Linked DNA regions of Mus musculus: region 2 is linked to region 1. Evidence: chromatin contacts called from public HiChIP or PLAC-seq data. All regions are on one chromosome and are shown on one strand. Each heading gives the region's core, a stretch centred on a gene start, on an enhancer-like site or on the middle of the called end of the contact. The rest is flanking DNA. Distances are from core to core; before and after follow the strand shown.

Evidence for each region. HiChIP or PLAC-seq counts read pairs in DNA pulled down with a chosen protein or histone mark.
Region 2: a contact with region 1 is called in an H3K4me3 HiChIP or PLAC-seq map of bone marrow-derived macrophages, with 2.4 times the contacts expected there. The contact joins the enhancer-like site here to the promoter of Kdm4c in region 1. A contact is called at or near these places in 3 of 39 promoter capture datasets (the C10 cell line, liver and macrophages), 7 of 484 Hi-C or Micro-C datasets (the 63-12 cell line, bone marrow-derived macrophages, centroblasts and 4 more), 8 of 115 datasets of contacts at active chromatin or transcription factors (CD4 single positive thymocytes, the SCID.adh cell line, bone marrow-derived macrophages and 1 more) and 3 of 9 other capture datasets (adipose tissue, liver and pancreatic islet).

The regions. Positions count from the first base shown.
Region 1 is chr4:74,247,197-74,254,567 of GRCm38.p6, forward strand. Kdm4c (lysine (K)-specific demethylase 4C) reads left to right here and starts at 4,683. Exons shown (of 22, transcript NM_144787.2): 1 at 4,683-4,890.
Region 2 is chr4:74,301,833-74,309,203 of GRCm38.p6, forward strand. Kdm4c (lysine (K)-specific demethylase 4C) reads left to right here. Exons shown (of 22, transcript NM_144787.2): 6 at 5,133-5,182. Among named protein-coding and RNA genes, the nearest start is that of Kdm4c, 54 kb to the left of the region's middle. Within about 2 kb of position 4,074, at least 16 of the 459 cell types and tissues checked have an H3K27ac peak or open chromatin away from gene starts, as enhancers often do. A contact at or near this core is called in bone marrow-derived macrophages, where this site is marked.

The DNA.
Region 1 (7,371 bases), core at 3,433-5,932:
ACTTATATATATTAATAAATAAATGTTAAAAAAAATTTAAGAATTACTAGATGTAAGCCGGACGTGGTGGCCTTTAATCCCAGCACTAGGGGGGCAGAGGCAGGCAGATTTCTGAGTTTGAGGCCAGCCTGGTCTACAAAGTGAGTTCCAGGACAGCCAGGGCTACACAGAGAAACCCTGTCTCGAAAAACAAAACAAAACAAAAAAAGAATTACTAGATATGGTGACTCAAGACTGTTTACCTAGCACTTTGATGCTAGAGGCTCACCTCATGTACAAAGCCACATTGGTTTACTATATTAGTCAGGATTCTTTAAAGGCACTGAACTGATAGAATGAATAAATGTGTGTGTGTTCTATGTCATTTATTGGAGTGTCTTACAGGCTAGTCCAAAAATGTCTCCTGACAGGAAGGCCAAGAACCTGATAGTTGACAGCCCACAAGGCTGGAGATTTTAGCTGGTCTTCAAGCTATGCTGAAATCCTGAATAAAGCCTCAGCACCGGCAAGTGGACAAGCAGACAAAAAGCAAAAGATTTCTTCTGGGCTGGAGAGATGGCTCAGCAGTTAAGAGCACTGCCTGCTCTTTCAGAGGTCTAGAGTTCAATCCCCAGCATGGTGGCTCACAACCATCTAATGGGATCTGATGCCCTCTTCTAGTGTGTCTGAAGAGAGCGACAGTGTATTCACATACTTAAAATAAATAAATCTTAAAAAAAAAAAGCTCTTTTCTTCCTTTATGAAGGATTGCCATTAGAAAGTGCACACCAGATTTAGTCTGAGTCAAGTGACCTACTTCAAATGATCCAAGCAAGAGAAATCTCTCACAGCTCAGCTGCTTGGGTTTTAGTTGATTCCAGATGTAGTCAAATTGACAAAATTATAGCCATACAGCTACATGAGAAGATCCTGCTTCAAAAAAGAACCCCCCCTCCCCGAGACATCATCACTGCCACGTCACCATCACCACCACCATCACCGTCTCGTCACCCTCCTTCCTTTAGGTTCCATATGGCCTTTGAGTATTGTCTCAAAAATGCTAAATGAAGTCAGGAAAGTAAACCTTCTGACTAAAAAATGGAAAATCTAGGCAGGTGTGGTGATGTGATCTTAATCTCAGCACTAGTAGGTAGAGGCAGGTGGATCGCTGAGAGTTCAAGGCCAGACTGGCCTACAAAGTATGGTCCAGGGCAGGCAGGGCTGTTACAAAGAAACCCTGTCTCAAAACAAACAAACAAACAAACAAACAAATAGCAAAAAACCAAATAATCAAATCTTCCAAACAACAACAGCAAAAACAGGACAATATAATTTTTTATACTAAAACAAGTGCTATTTGTACAACATTAACATTAACAACATAAGTGTGAAGCAATGGGAGTTCAGGTCTCCAGGGTTTTTAGTCTAGGGTACTAGGTTTCCAGTCTAATATAGCCGACAGCTTCTTTATTCCTCTGTTTTTTGTTTTTCTCTTTGCCTCCTTTATTACTGGGCATGCATATTTTACTTAGATTTGCTTTTTTTTTTTTTTTTTAATAAAAACATTTGTCACTAGGCAATGGTGGCGCATGCTTTTAATCCCAACACTTGGGAGGCAGAAGCAGGCGGATTTCTGAGTTCAAGGCCAGCCTGGTCTACAGAGTGAGTTCCAGGACAGCCAGCACTACACAGAGAAACCCTGTCTCTAAAAACCAAACCAAACCAAACCAAACCAAACCAAACCAAACCACACCACACCACACCACACCAAACCAAACCAAAAAAACCCCAAAACCCCAAACATTTGTCACACTTTTTTCTTTACATAGACACATATATGTGCACCCTCTATTTACAGTTCTCTCTCCTTCCTTCTTCCCTTCCTTCCTTCCTTTTCTTTCTTAAACCCAGGATATCTCTTCAGTTACTTTTAATTTAGACTAGCTCCTGGACTTTCCCCTCCCTCCCTCTCTCCCTCCCTCCTTCTCTCTCTCTTCCTTCCATTCTTTATTACTTTCCTTCTTTCTTAAGACAGGGTCTTACTATTTAGCTCCAGTTAACCTATATATAGCCAGGTTGGCTTTGAACTCAAGGTGAACCACCTGCCAAGTAGCTGGTACCATAAAGGGTTGTGGCACTATGCCCAACAAGTCTTGAAAAAAACTTCTGTTTTTTGTTTTGTTTTGTTTTTGAAACAATGTTTATCTTTGCACCCCTGGCTGTCTTGAAACTCCGTCTGTAGACTAGGCTAGGCTGGCCTTGAACTCAAGAGATCCCCCTGCTTCTGCATCCCTAATGCTAGGATGCAAAGCATACTACCAACCCCCCACTCCCCACGCCCGCCCCAGGGTGTGTGTGTGTGTGTGCACAGACGCAGCACTTTTGACATTGACTTATATTTCGGTTATACAGAGATGAGGAAAGCTCTTTTCTTTTCTTTTCTTTTCTTTTCTTTTCTTTCTTTCTTTCTTTCTTTCTTTCTTTTTCTTTTCTTTCTTTCTTTCTTTCTTTCTTTTTTTTTTTTTGTTTTTTGTTTTGTTTTTTGTTTTTTTTGAGACAGGGTTTCTCTGTATAGCCCTGGCTGTCCTGGAACTCACTCTGTAGACCAGGCTGGCCTCAGAAATCCGCCTGCCTCTGCCTCCCAAGTGCTGGGATTAAAGGTGTGCACCACCACGCCCGGCTGGAAAGCTATTTTCTTATGTTATGTTTTAAGCACACCTTCCCAGACTACACTTTTACTCATTAGTCTCATTATTCTCTTTTGTTTCCAAGGCAGTCTTGCTTTTATTTTCACCCCATTAATATGTATGCAAAGTGTGTGGTGTGTGTGTGTGTGTGTGTGTGTGTGTGTGTGTGTGTGCAATGTCTAGGGCCCATAAAAGAGATCATGAAGTCTTTGTCTCTCTCAGACTGCAACTGGGGATATACTTCTATCTCACTCCCCTCTCCTTCATTTCTTTTGAGACAGGGTTTCTCACATATATCCCTGCCTTTCAGCAACTCACACTGATCTACACTTGTAAATCAAATTGGCCTTGTATTTAGAGATCTGCCTTCCTTGTCCCCCAAGTGCTAGGATTAAAGGTGTGTGCCAGTACGTTGGCCTTGATAATCTCTGCTTAGCAAGGATAATAAGAGTACTTATTCATTGAACTATTTCAATTATTTAATAATAGATGTGCAATCTTTGTAGTTCACAAAACGCCCTAAAATTTAAGATATGTAACTATAGTTTTAGTATATTCAATTGCTTTGGAGTATGGTTGCCAATCTCTATAATATCCACATTGAAAAATTACCAGTTGACTATATATAAGTTAAGTAAGTTTAGAATTGTATTTTTCCAAACCCTAAGCTGTGTTTTATTATTATTATTATTTTTTTATTATTATATCTAAGTACACTGTAGCTGTCTTCAGATGCACTAGAAGAGGGCGTCAGATCTCATTACGGATGGTTGTGAGCTACCATGTGGTTGCTGGGATTTGAACTCAGGACCTTCAGAAGAGCAGTCGATGCTCTTTACCACTGAGCCATCTCTCTAGCCCCCAAGCGGTGTTTTTCCAGTCAAAGAAATATGGTGGTTAGATCTCATTATCTTTCAGTTAATTAACCATATCCCATCTGTCTTTACAGTGCTCCCCCTAAAAAAAAAAAAAAGAAATAAATTAAAAAAAACACATTTAAGTACATTTAAATAGTTATGTTGAGCTTTTTTTTTTTAAAGAGGTGATCAGTTTTTGAGACAGCATATCATGTAGCCCAGTCTAACTTCAGGTCTATGATGTGTTGAGAATGATCTTGAATTTCTAGTCCTCTGATCTCTGTTCCAAGTCCTGGGTTATAAGTATGCACCACATTCATTAGAAATCCTTGTTTTCTAACAACACGTAAAATGATGGTCCTGTGTGCTCACTTTTGTATATGCCTGGTCAGTAACTAGAAGAAATGCAACAAAAAAACCCAGATAGGAACTGTGGGACAGTAAAACCTGTTTAGCCTTTGCAAAACGCTTAGTGTTTAGGCACCTATCTGGAAGTAAGAGTTTGAGATCTGTGTGATTCCTCTGCGGTCTTGGAAGTCAGATTTACACAGACGTGTAGGAAGGTAACTCAATTCAGGATCCCTAATCAAGATTTCTCTAGTCTTTAAGTATTAGACCTTTTTGCTCAAGGGCAGGCTTGGTTGCTAGGAATTTGGGAACACTGCTCACTTGGGATCTCCGACTGAAGTAGGCTCAGAGGTGCAGCCCACTGGTTGGTGTACCGGCACAGGACAATGTCATCGTGAGTCTGGCCTTCCTGACCACCTCCACTCGAGGTAAAAATCAGCCAGCCGTTCTTGCACCGAGGGTTGCCATAGACTCGCACCGAGTCCCTGCAGGCGTGTTCGTGTACTATTTTATTTCAGGTCCAGCCCCTGTGGGAACCTAGTGAGTGATCCGACAAAGATCTGTTGCGCACCTGCTCCTTCTGCTTCGTCAGTGTTTTTCCTCCTTTGAGAAAGAAGAGGCGAGCTTGTCCCCAAGGCAAAAGGAAATACAGCACGGCAAGCGTAGACTAGGCAAGAGGCGGAAGTCTCGGCTTCAAGTCGGGCACCTTTAAGCAGTTTAGAGACCCACGTGACCCAGAGAGCGCCCGGCCCAGCGGTCACGTGGGGGCGCGTGCGCCACACGCAGGCAGAGGCAGCCCGCACAGCCTGCGCGCCCGCGCCGCCTCCCGCCCACCTCCGAGCCGGGAGGGAGGGGAGCGCGGCGGAGGGATTCCGTGGTGGCGCCCCGTGCGCGTGCGCAGCGAACAGCTGTCACCCAGTGCGGAACAAGTCTTCCAAAGATTCCCAAAACCCTCAGGGGAGGCCGCACTTTTCATCCCTTTCATTCGGGTGGCGTCTGGACCTCCGCCAGCGGCGCAGGTAACCTCTTCTTGGTCGGGACGGAGCGGGAAGGGTGGCGGCCTCGGTCCGGTCTTCGCAGGGCAGCACGGGCCTGGGCGCTCCGCGGTGCAAAGCAGTCAGCTGGGAGGGAGGAGGCGGCCCTGACAGTCCATTCTGGCCCTCGGGATTCGGGAGCTCGCTCGCCTGCCTCCCGGGAGCCGATCGGAGGTGCTGTTGCTCCGGACTGCCACGCCTGTGTGGTCTGGGGCGCCGACCGACCCCTCTGCGGCCGACTCCAGGAAGGCCGGGCCTGTGCGTCCTCCGAGCCTCCCTTGGGTCGGGATGTCCGGATCCGCGAGGTAGCAGGTAGCCCGACCCTCACTCGGGTTCGTTCTTGGCCCTAGCAGATGATCTTTCCCTTTTTCTTTCCTCCGTCTTGAGGCCATTTCTTTGTGCGGTTCCTGGGGGGAGCCATGATGCGGGGTAGACAGTGGGCGCTTAATAGATGCGACTTCGTTGCGGCATGTGAACTGCCAGGGAGAGAGGGCGTGTTGTGCGATGGGAATGCCAAGAAGGCAGGCGGTCTAGCTCGGGCTGGAAGTTGGTGTTCTCTGCTCAGCAGTGAAAGCAGCTGGACTCAGTTCTGAGGATTTTCTTGGGGACCCAGAAGGCAGCCGCCGGTGTGGCTGAGCCCGCAAGCTCGCACGTAGTCAGTCAGGTGCTCTGAGAGAAGACTTGGAAGACTTGACCAACTTTTTTTTTTTTTTTTTTTTTTAAATCTTGGACTCAGTACGGTCACTCACACTTGGTGATTTACCTAGTACTGCTTAGAAAGCTTACGTTAGAAATGAAGCAATTCGGAACCCGGGAGACGCTTTTGATAGGCTCGGTAAGCTTAGGTTAGCACCAATCTTTGCTGTATTTCACCCACTTGAGTTTTGCGTTTAAAAAGGGCGGAAGGGAGTGGAGCCTAACTCTTTCTATGGGAAAAGTTATTAGTATTCTAATTTAAAAGTGTGATGGTTAAAACTTTTGGTATTTTTGGTTGTTTTTTGAGTCAGGGTCTTATATGTAGTCCTGCCCAACTTAGAACTCTGTATGGTAGCTAACCTGGTGCTCCAGGAAATCCACCTGCCTCTGCATCACCAGTGCAGGGATTCCTGCTGGTCATATTTCTGCACTGCTACTGGTTATTTGTTCTCTAAAATTTACGGTCCGTTCCCACCGCCTGGAATATATAGCTCAAGTGGTAGGGCCAATGCTTAGTATCTGAACACCTTAAGTTCGGTCTCTAAGATTGAAAAAGAAAAAAAAAGAAAAAGGAAAAAAAAGTTCGTTTTTAAAATTTAAAAATTTTTTTTTACTATTGAGCATGTTCACTAATGTTTTCTTAAAGCTTGCTGGCCTGGTAACCTATCATGCTTTGTTTTGGAATGCACTGCCTAGTTAAGTAGTTTTAGGACCTCCTTCCCATTTTATTTTATTTTATTTATTCATTTATTTATTTATTTATTTATTTATTTGGTTTTTCGAGACAGGGTTTCTACCTTCCCATTTTAGTGTTTAGAGTTTACACATAATGTTTACAGTTCTCCACGAAATTGGTAATACAATAAAATTCAACGCTAAGGCTTGCTTTATGGTACTAAAAAACTTACTTAATTCCTCCCTCCCCCACCCCACTCTCTTTCCTTTCCTTTTGTCTTGAGACTGTCTCTTGTAGCCCACATAGATTGGTGAATTGGTGATCTTTGTCTCTACTTCTTGAGTGTTGGAATTACTTTGTTTGACTCAGACCTGGGGACTGAATTCAAGGCTTTGGCGCATGGTAGGCAAACTCTATACCAAGCTACATTTCCAGTCCTACATTCTGTAGCAAGGATTCTTACTGCTATACCCTTGATACCCGTTATTATTTACTAGATATTAAATGATAAAACAAGTACATTCTGTACTGTCATTAAGTTCAATATGTAATGCAGGTTTTTTAAAAAAATTCTCTTTGAAGCAGTAGTTCTGGCTGAGTGTTTAAGGCGATGGAATAGAAAAAATTGTCTCCTTTTTTTGTATGTTAATATTTCATGGTCCTGTAAATACCATTTTTTGTTTATTTATACTTGTTTCAAACAATAGATTTTGATCCTGATGTTTTCCCTCCACATACTCCTGTCAGATCCTCTCTCTACCTCTTTACATACTTCATTTTCTCTCTCAAACTCCCCACAAAACTCAACCAACCAACTAAAACTCAAAACACACACACACAAAAATCAGTTTCACAATTAAACAGAACAAAAAGTGTATATATACACACAGACACAGGCCCAGGCAAAGGGAGTGGGGGGGAGAGGAAGAGAAAGAGAAGGGGGGATAGAATATGAATATCTTTCGTCTTGGTCAACTAATTCTGGGCACCAGGGCCTGCCCTGGATAGAACTGACTTTTGCAGGTGGTATCAATTACAAATAGCTTCTTGGTTAGTGGTGGGACTACAGGTACACGTATCCCTCTTAGCTGAGA
Region 2 (7,371 bases), core at 2,824-5,323, 54 kb after region 1:
GTTTTTTGAGACAGATTTCTACATTGACAGCCCAGAAAGTCTCTATGTAGACCAGGCTGGCATTGATCTCACACAGATCTGCCTGCCTCTGTCTCCCAGGTGTTGGGATAAAAGATGTGCACCACCAGTACTCTCAGTGAGTCTAGCTTTTTTTTTTTTAATAAACATTAGTTTTTTAGCGTTTTGTTTTGTACAGTGTGTTTTGACTATATGCACTCTTCCTTCCCTAGATCTTACCAGATATATTCCTTCCATTCATTCCCCAACTTGGAGTCCCCTACCCTACTCCCTCCAGGTCAATTTGTGCTGCTGAGCTATTTTTGGATGAGTGGTCATTTACTGAAACATGGAGTTATCATAGAAAATTAATCTTTTCTTTCCCAGCAGCTCAGAGTTGCCAATAGCTTCTCAGCCCAACTCCCCTTTCCACGGAGGGGTTTGATTTGGGGCTGTTAGAAGCACTGCGAATTTGTATGTGTAGCTATCCTGCAATGTGCAGACAACACTGGTTTCTTCTCACTCTTACAGTCTCTTTCATCTTTCACACTATGTGCAGACTCATGTCATCTGCATATAAGGATACTTGGATTTCTTTCTTTCTCATTTGTATCTTCTCTACCTCCTTCACTTGACCTAGTGTGTTAGCTAACACTGGAAGTACTGTGCCTGGGGTGCGTGCAAATGGTGTTAAATTCCTAGTATTGACTGAAAATGAAAACATAACATTTCAAAATCTCTGAAGGAAATACAAATGAAAACAGTCACCAGATGAAATTTTGTAAAACTATGTCCCTATATTAAGAATAGTCAAAGGTCTCAAATTAATAACTTAACATGCACCAAAAGGCCAGGGAAGAACAAGAATCATAACACCTCCTAAAAGTAGATGAGAAGTGCTAATCACAATTAAGTAATGAAATAGAAACAAACAGTAGCAAAACAAAAATGTAATTTTTGAGTTGGTTCTTTGATAAGATGAAGATTGACAATCTTTTATTCAAATTAACTGAAGAAATTCAATCTAGTTAAATAAAATTATAAGTTAAAGAGGAAACATTATAGCAGATACCATGGAAACTCAGACAGTCCTAAGGAAGAAGAAATGGATAAATTTCTTGGTAAATGATATACCAATGTTGTTATCGCTGGGGCATCTGCGCTTTTCTGAGTGGAAATGGAGGAACAGTGGGTCTGGGGAAGAGGTTGTGATGGAGTGGCACTGAGAGGAATAGGAGGCAGCAGACAGAGTGAGGGACACTGTGGCAAGGATGTTTTGTATGAGAGAAGAATAAAACAATAAAATCTCAAAAGATAGAATGTTCTGTAATGTGAGGTAGTGACAAGTATTATGATCCAAAGTAAGCTAATAAGTGGAAAAGGAAAAAAAATGAACTCAAGTATAGAATTCTTCCTATCCATTAAAGGACCATTAACCATTAATATTTTTGAAACTATTACAGTAAATAGTAAAAGAAGTAACATTTCCAATTTTTTCCCAAAGCCATTATCCTATCAAAACCTCACAAATATCTAATAAAAAATAAGAATAAAACTGTGGGCCATTTTCGTTGATGAGCACAGATGTAAAACTTGTCAATAAAATACTTACAAACTGAATTCATGAACACATCAAAAAATACTACTGTGATAAAGTTACCTTCATCCTAGAGATTTAGGGTTGGTTCAACATATGTAAAATAGTAATTGTAATTTACAACATAAATAGATTAAATGATAGAAACTACATGATCATCTTGCTAAATGCAGAAAAGTCCTCAGAATACATTATCTCTATGATAAAAGTTCTGAGAAAACAGGGATGTAGGGAACATCTCTCAACATAAAGGCAGTATACAACAAACTCAGCAAACATCGTTGAAAATGGGGAAAATCCTTAAAGTATTGACTAAAATTTTCATATATACATATTTTTTGGAACAAATCACTCAGAGATATACTTACAAAGGATTGTGTTTTCTTGACCTTGAAAATAAGAAAAATTTAAAACAAAGATATTGGATTAAAATGAAAATGTACTATTTAGTATCTAATCATTGCTACCTTTAAAGGAATTGTACCTGTAATATCTAATGAGTGTGCTTCCCTCATTAGGGAGACACATTTTGTTCATGTAAGCACAGATCTTGCCAGTAGTCTTTACAGCAGGACAATGAAATTGTCTTTCAGAATTCATTTTTACCTTGTACTTTGCTGACTGTTATCATAGAATTGCTATCAATATGAAGAATTAGCTTTACTGGGAACTATTTCATTTTTCTTTCTGGGCAATAGTGTTAAGGAATTTTTTACCCTTTAATGATTTCAGAGAATATTGAATATGTTGGATTAACCATAGGACATTTATTTGAGTCGATTTGTAATTATATGAATTGGGTTTTCTGGAAAGTTCAGAAATAGACCAAAACATTATTCTAAACATAAAAAGAAAAGCAGACCCAATTAAATAGATAATCTGTCCACTATACTGCATTATTTAGAAGTTTGGGCTAGTAAGGTCACACAGGTAATGTGGCAGAAGAATATCTAATGAGAGTGATTTATATACTAGAAGTAAATTGAGGATCAGATGTGGGATAGAACAATGTTAACTTTCTATTTTCTTAACAAATGAATGCACTTGCTTTTTCTGTGAACTGATGATTACATTTAAAATGGAGGGAATTTAACCTTGCCAGTTGCTTAGAGTAATATGGGTATATAACTATCTCTTCACATCCAGCTCATTTTGTGCAGCCAGATGGTGTGTGTGTGTGTGTGTGTCTGTTTCTGTGTCTTTGTCTGTGTGTATGCACATTTGTGATGTTATGAAGAGGGAATCACCTTGAATGGGATACACCCACAATTTTTTCTTTTCTGAGTGTATTCCTGGTATAAACCAATAAGAAAAATACGACAAGAACTTACCTTAAACGTTGATTATTTTCATTTCCTTATGCTAAAATTTTATCTCTCCCCAATTCAGTTGGTAGAATTTAAATAGCAGTATTTTAAGGGACAGAACATATGGTTGAACTTTCATTCAGAGAATTGCTTAGTTACATCAAAATCAAATACATTTTGAGTACAGATGCTATTAAATACAACCAAATGTGCTACTAGGTATGCTTAGAAAATTGTATCAGCAAAAAGGAATTTGTATTTATAATATACTGTGCTAGTAAGCAGGAAGTCTTCATGTTTAAAAGCAGTATATCATCTCACCTAACTCATTCAATGATTATTAGATATGCTTGTAATATATGTACTGTTTGGTTTTTGTGTGTCAACTTGATACAAACTAGAGTCATTAGAAAGGAAGAGGCCTCCAGCTCTAAGGCATTTTCTCAATTAATAGTCAATAGAGGAGTGTCCAGATCAAGGTGGGTAGCACCATTCCTGCAGTGATGTTCCGAGTTCTATATTAAAGCAAGCTGAGGCCGGGCAGTGGTGGCGCACACCTTTAATCTCAGCACTAGGGAGGCAGAGGCAGGTGGATTTCTGAGTTTGAGGCCAGCCTGGTCTACAGAGTGAGTTCCAGGACAGCCAGGGCTACACAGAGAAACCCTGTGTCAAAAACCCAAAAACCCAAAAAAAAAAAAAAAAAAAAAAAAAAAAAAAAAAAAGAGAAGGAAAAGCAAGCAAGCAAGCTGAGAAAGTGGGGGGTGGGGGTGAGGGGGAAGGGAAGCAAGCCAGTAAGCAGCATGTCCCTGTGGCCTCTGCATAAGCTCCTGTCTCCAGGTTCCTGCAGTGTTTATGTTCCTATCCAGACTTCTTTGGTGATGAACAGCAACGAGAAAATGTAAGCTGAATAAATGCTTTTTTCCCCAACTTGCTTTTTTGGTCATAATGTTTTGTCATAGTAATAAAAAAAAAAAAACCCAACTAAGACAATATCTAAAGTTTTTATTGAAGGACCTTTAAGATTTAGTTTTGTACTAAAATTTTCAGTTCAAAATTCAGCAAATAATTCATTTACTTCATGTTTGAAAGCACTACTATAGTGTTTCTCAACTTGTTTGTTGTGACACATTTGGTAAACCTCTATCTTGAGCAATACTTACATTACAATTCGTAACAGTAGCAAAATTACAGTTGTGAAGTAGCACTGCACATGATTTTATCGTCGGGGGGACCGGTCACCACAGCAATGAAGAACTATTAGAGTCACAGTGTTAGGAAGGCTGAGAGTCACTGCACTTGGAACTTTAAATGAATATTTCTTTTCTTTAGGGCAAACAAATCTATAATCAGGATTTTAAAAGTCATATACCCACAAAATAAATAAATAGAAGCAAGCTACATTTAAGAGACAACAACTAGGTTCATGAGATGGCTGACTGGATAGATGCTTGCCACTAAGTCTGAAAAGCTAAGCTTGATCCCCAGAAACTAACTCAGTAGAAGGAGAGAATCAACCCTTACTGTATCCTGTGACCTTCATAATACACATGCATGCCATACACATACACATACACATACATGCATGCACATATATACATATGCATCCACAATACATATGATAAAGATGTACAAATAGATAGTAACCAATATTTTCTACGAAATAATACCCAAACTCACCAGCTTCTAAACAAATAAGAATACCTATGTCCAGAAATAGCTACACTACATAGGAATGTTGTGGTTAGTGGGTAGTCTCCAGGCTTAGACAAGGAAGGGTTCAGTAGTCTTGAACATCTGTTCTGTAAGCTTTAAATTATAGGTGATTTGTGACATTTAAGTAGGAAGTTTATGCTCATTTTTCTTCATTTCTATGTCTAAGGGACAGGCTTTTTTTTTTTTTTTAAGTTTTTTTTTTTTTTTTTTTTTATTTTATATGAGTACACTGTAGCTGTCAGACACACCAGAAGAGGGCATCAGATCCCATTACAGATGGTTATGAGCCACCATGTGCCATGTGGTTGCTGGGATTTGAACTCAGGACCTTTGGAAGAGCAGTCAGTGCTCTTAACCACTGAGCCATCTCTCCAGCCAGGGACAGGCTTTTAATATTCTTGTTTCCTAGTTCATTTAAGTGCAGTTCAGTTTTTGTAAATGAAGATATTTAAATACTCTTCATAAGCTAGCTAAAATATTATAAACATAATTTTTTTTTTTTATTCTTAACATTTTAGGTATGCTATACCTCCGGAGCATGGAAAGCGACTTGAAAGACTAGCCCAAGGTAATACTTGCTTTCAATTTCTTACATCGTAGGCTTTGTGTTTTGAGGTAGTTCAGCAGCTTGCTTATTTATTTATTTATTTATTTATATCTTCTTCAAACTGCTAGCTTTTAAATGTTAACCTAATTGAACAATATTATTTATTTTCACATTAGTAGGTAATGTTTCTTCTGTTGTATAGTCTTCATAATGAGTTTAGCTGACTCTTAATATTTCACTGGGCAGTTGGCATTTCAATATATTGTACCTATTCTTAACTTTCTTTTCTTTCTTAAACACTGCTGAAATTTATCTTGTTTGCTGGCCACCCTTCCTCTAAAGATGTCAGCTGGACAGGAACTATTTGTAATAACAATTAGAGTTGAATTTGAGTGATAACTGGTAGCAAGCATCTTGCTTTATCAGAACTCACTATTGAATGAGTAGAACACTTCTGCTCATGCATTGGTATATGTTATGTTATGGTTTATTAAAATGATGAAGAAAGTTTTCCTTCTATGTACCATATATATTCACTTAAAAAATGAAGTGTGAGGGCTGGCTGATTAAGAGCACTGGCTATTCTTCCAGAGTTCCTAAGTTCAATTCCCTGTACCCACATGGTAGATCACACAACTTCTATAATCCTAGTCCCATGTGGTCTGATACTTTCTTTTAGCATGCAGATGAACCTGAAAGAGAGGGGTGGGGGATGTGTGTGTGTATATACATGTGTACACACACACACACACACACACACACACACACACACACACACACACACACATACAGTACATTAACAAATAAATCATTAGGTTTGGAGAGATTTCTCAGCGATTAAGAGCAGTGACTGCGCTTTCAAAGGTCCTGAGTTTAGTTCTCATCAACCACATGGTGGCTCACCACTATCTGTAATGGGATCCTATGCCCGCTTTTGGTGTGTCTGAAGACAGCAACAGTGTACTCATATAAATAAAATAAATAAATAAATAAAATGAAATGAGGGCATTGATAAACCTCATTGGCCTGAAAGTTTGACCAGAAATTATTAATGGCATCTACGATTTTTCCCCTTCCCCCAATTATAGGAAATTATTAAAAGTGGTCATAGGATCACCTTTATAAGACACAGTGCTATAATTTTGGCAGGACAGTGTTTATTATATTACAGTAATAAGAGTAGTTCAATTGTGAGTGTGAATTTAAGGATTATTTTCAAGAATACTGAAGTAATTGAATACTGTTTAGGGTAATAGATTAGAGTAGAATGTTATGATTATTATATATTCAGAATGTGAAGGTAGTGTACTCTGTGTTAAAACTAAATGTGTTAAAACTAGCTATTCTTTTCTGTAATAAGTCCTACAACATTTAAATTAACCTCATCACTAAAGAACGTTAAGAGGAAGTAAGGTCAGCTTTGTGGCGCAGGCTCAAACACTGAAGTTTATCCTGTGAACTATGATAGATGACATCCCAGGGAGGTAAAGGAGGACCAAGGTTTTAATCAACAGAGAGGTAAAACTGCTTACAGTATTTTGAGAAAGGAAACAAACGAAAAAGTCCTATAAGACAGTGAAAGATTTGTATCTGTTGTGCAGATACCAGCCAGATAATTACAATGATAAAATAGTGCAGTACATATGATAGACTGTACACTGTATCTACATCAAAGCAGTGTAGGAAACATGAAATGAAAAACAGGTTGAGATATTTTCCCTTATCTTGCCTTTACAGTGTAACCATTGCAGCCACCTTTTATGCACAGGTGCATTCGCTTTTGATTTCCAATGAAATCTTGCTTGATTGTGGCATTTATGAATATTTTATCTCAGAACTCTAAGGCCTGTATTTGATACTTATGAATATTTTATCTGAAAGATATCAGGCTTGTATTTAACAAAACCAGGAATTTGAATTTGCCTTTCAGTTGCTTTTTCATTTTTTAAAATTTGTGTGTGTATGTAGGTGTATATAGGTATAGAACTTTACCATCCTTTAGTAGTTTTCTAATTTAAGTTAAATTATGTTTTCCTATTGTTCATGTCCTGATTACAAATCCACCTCAGATGCAAATTAATGGACACTTTTTTCTTCAGTAATTTTAACATAAAATTTAGTTCAAAATATAGTGCTGCACAAAGTTACAGATTTGGAAAGCTTCCCAGATGTATTCAGATTTTGTTATTAACATTGTTGGCTGGGTTCTG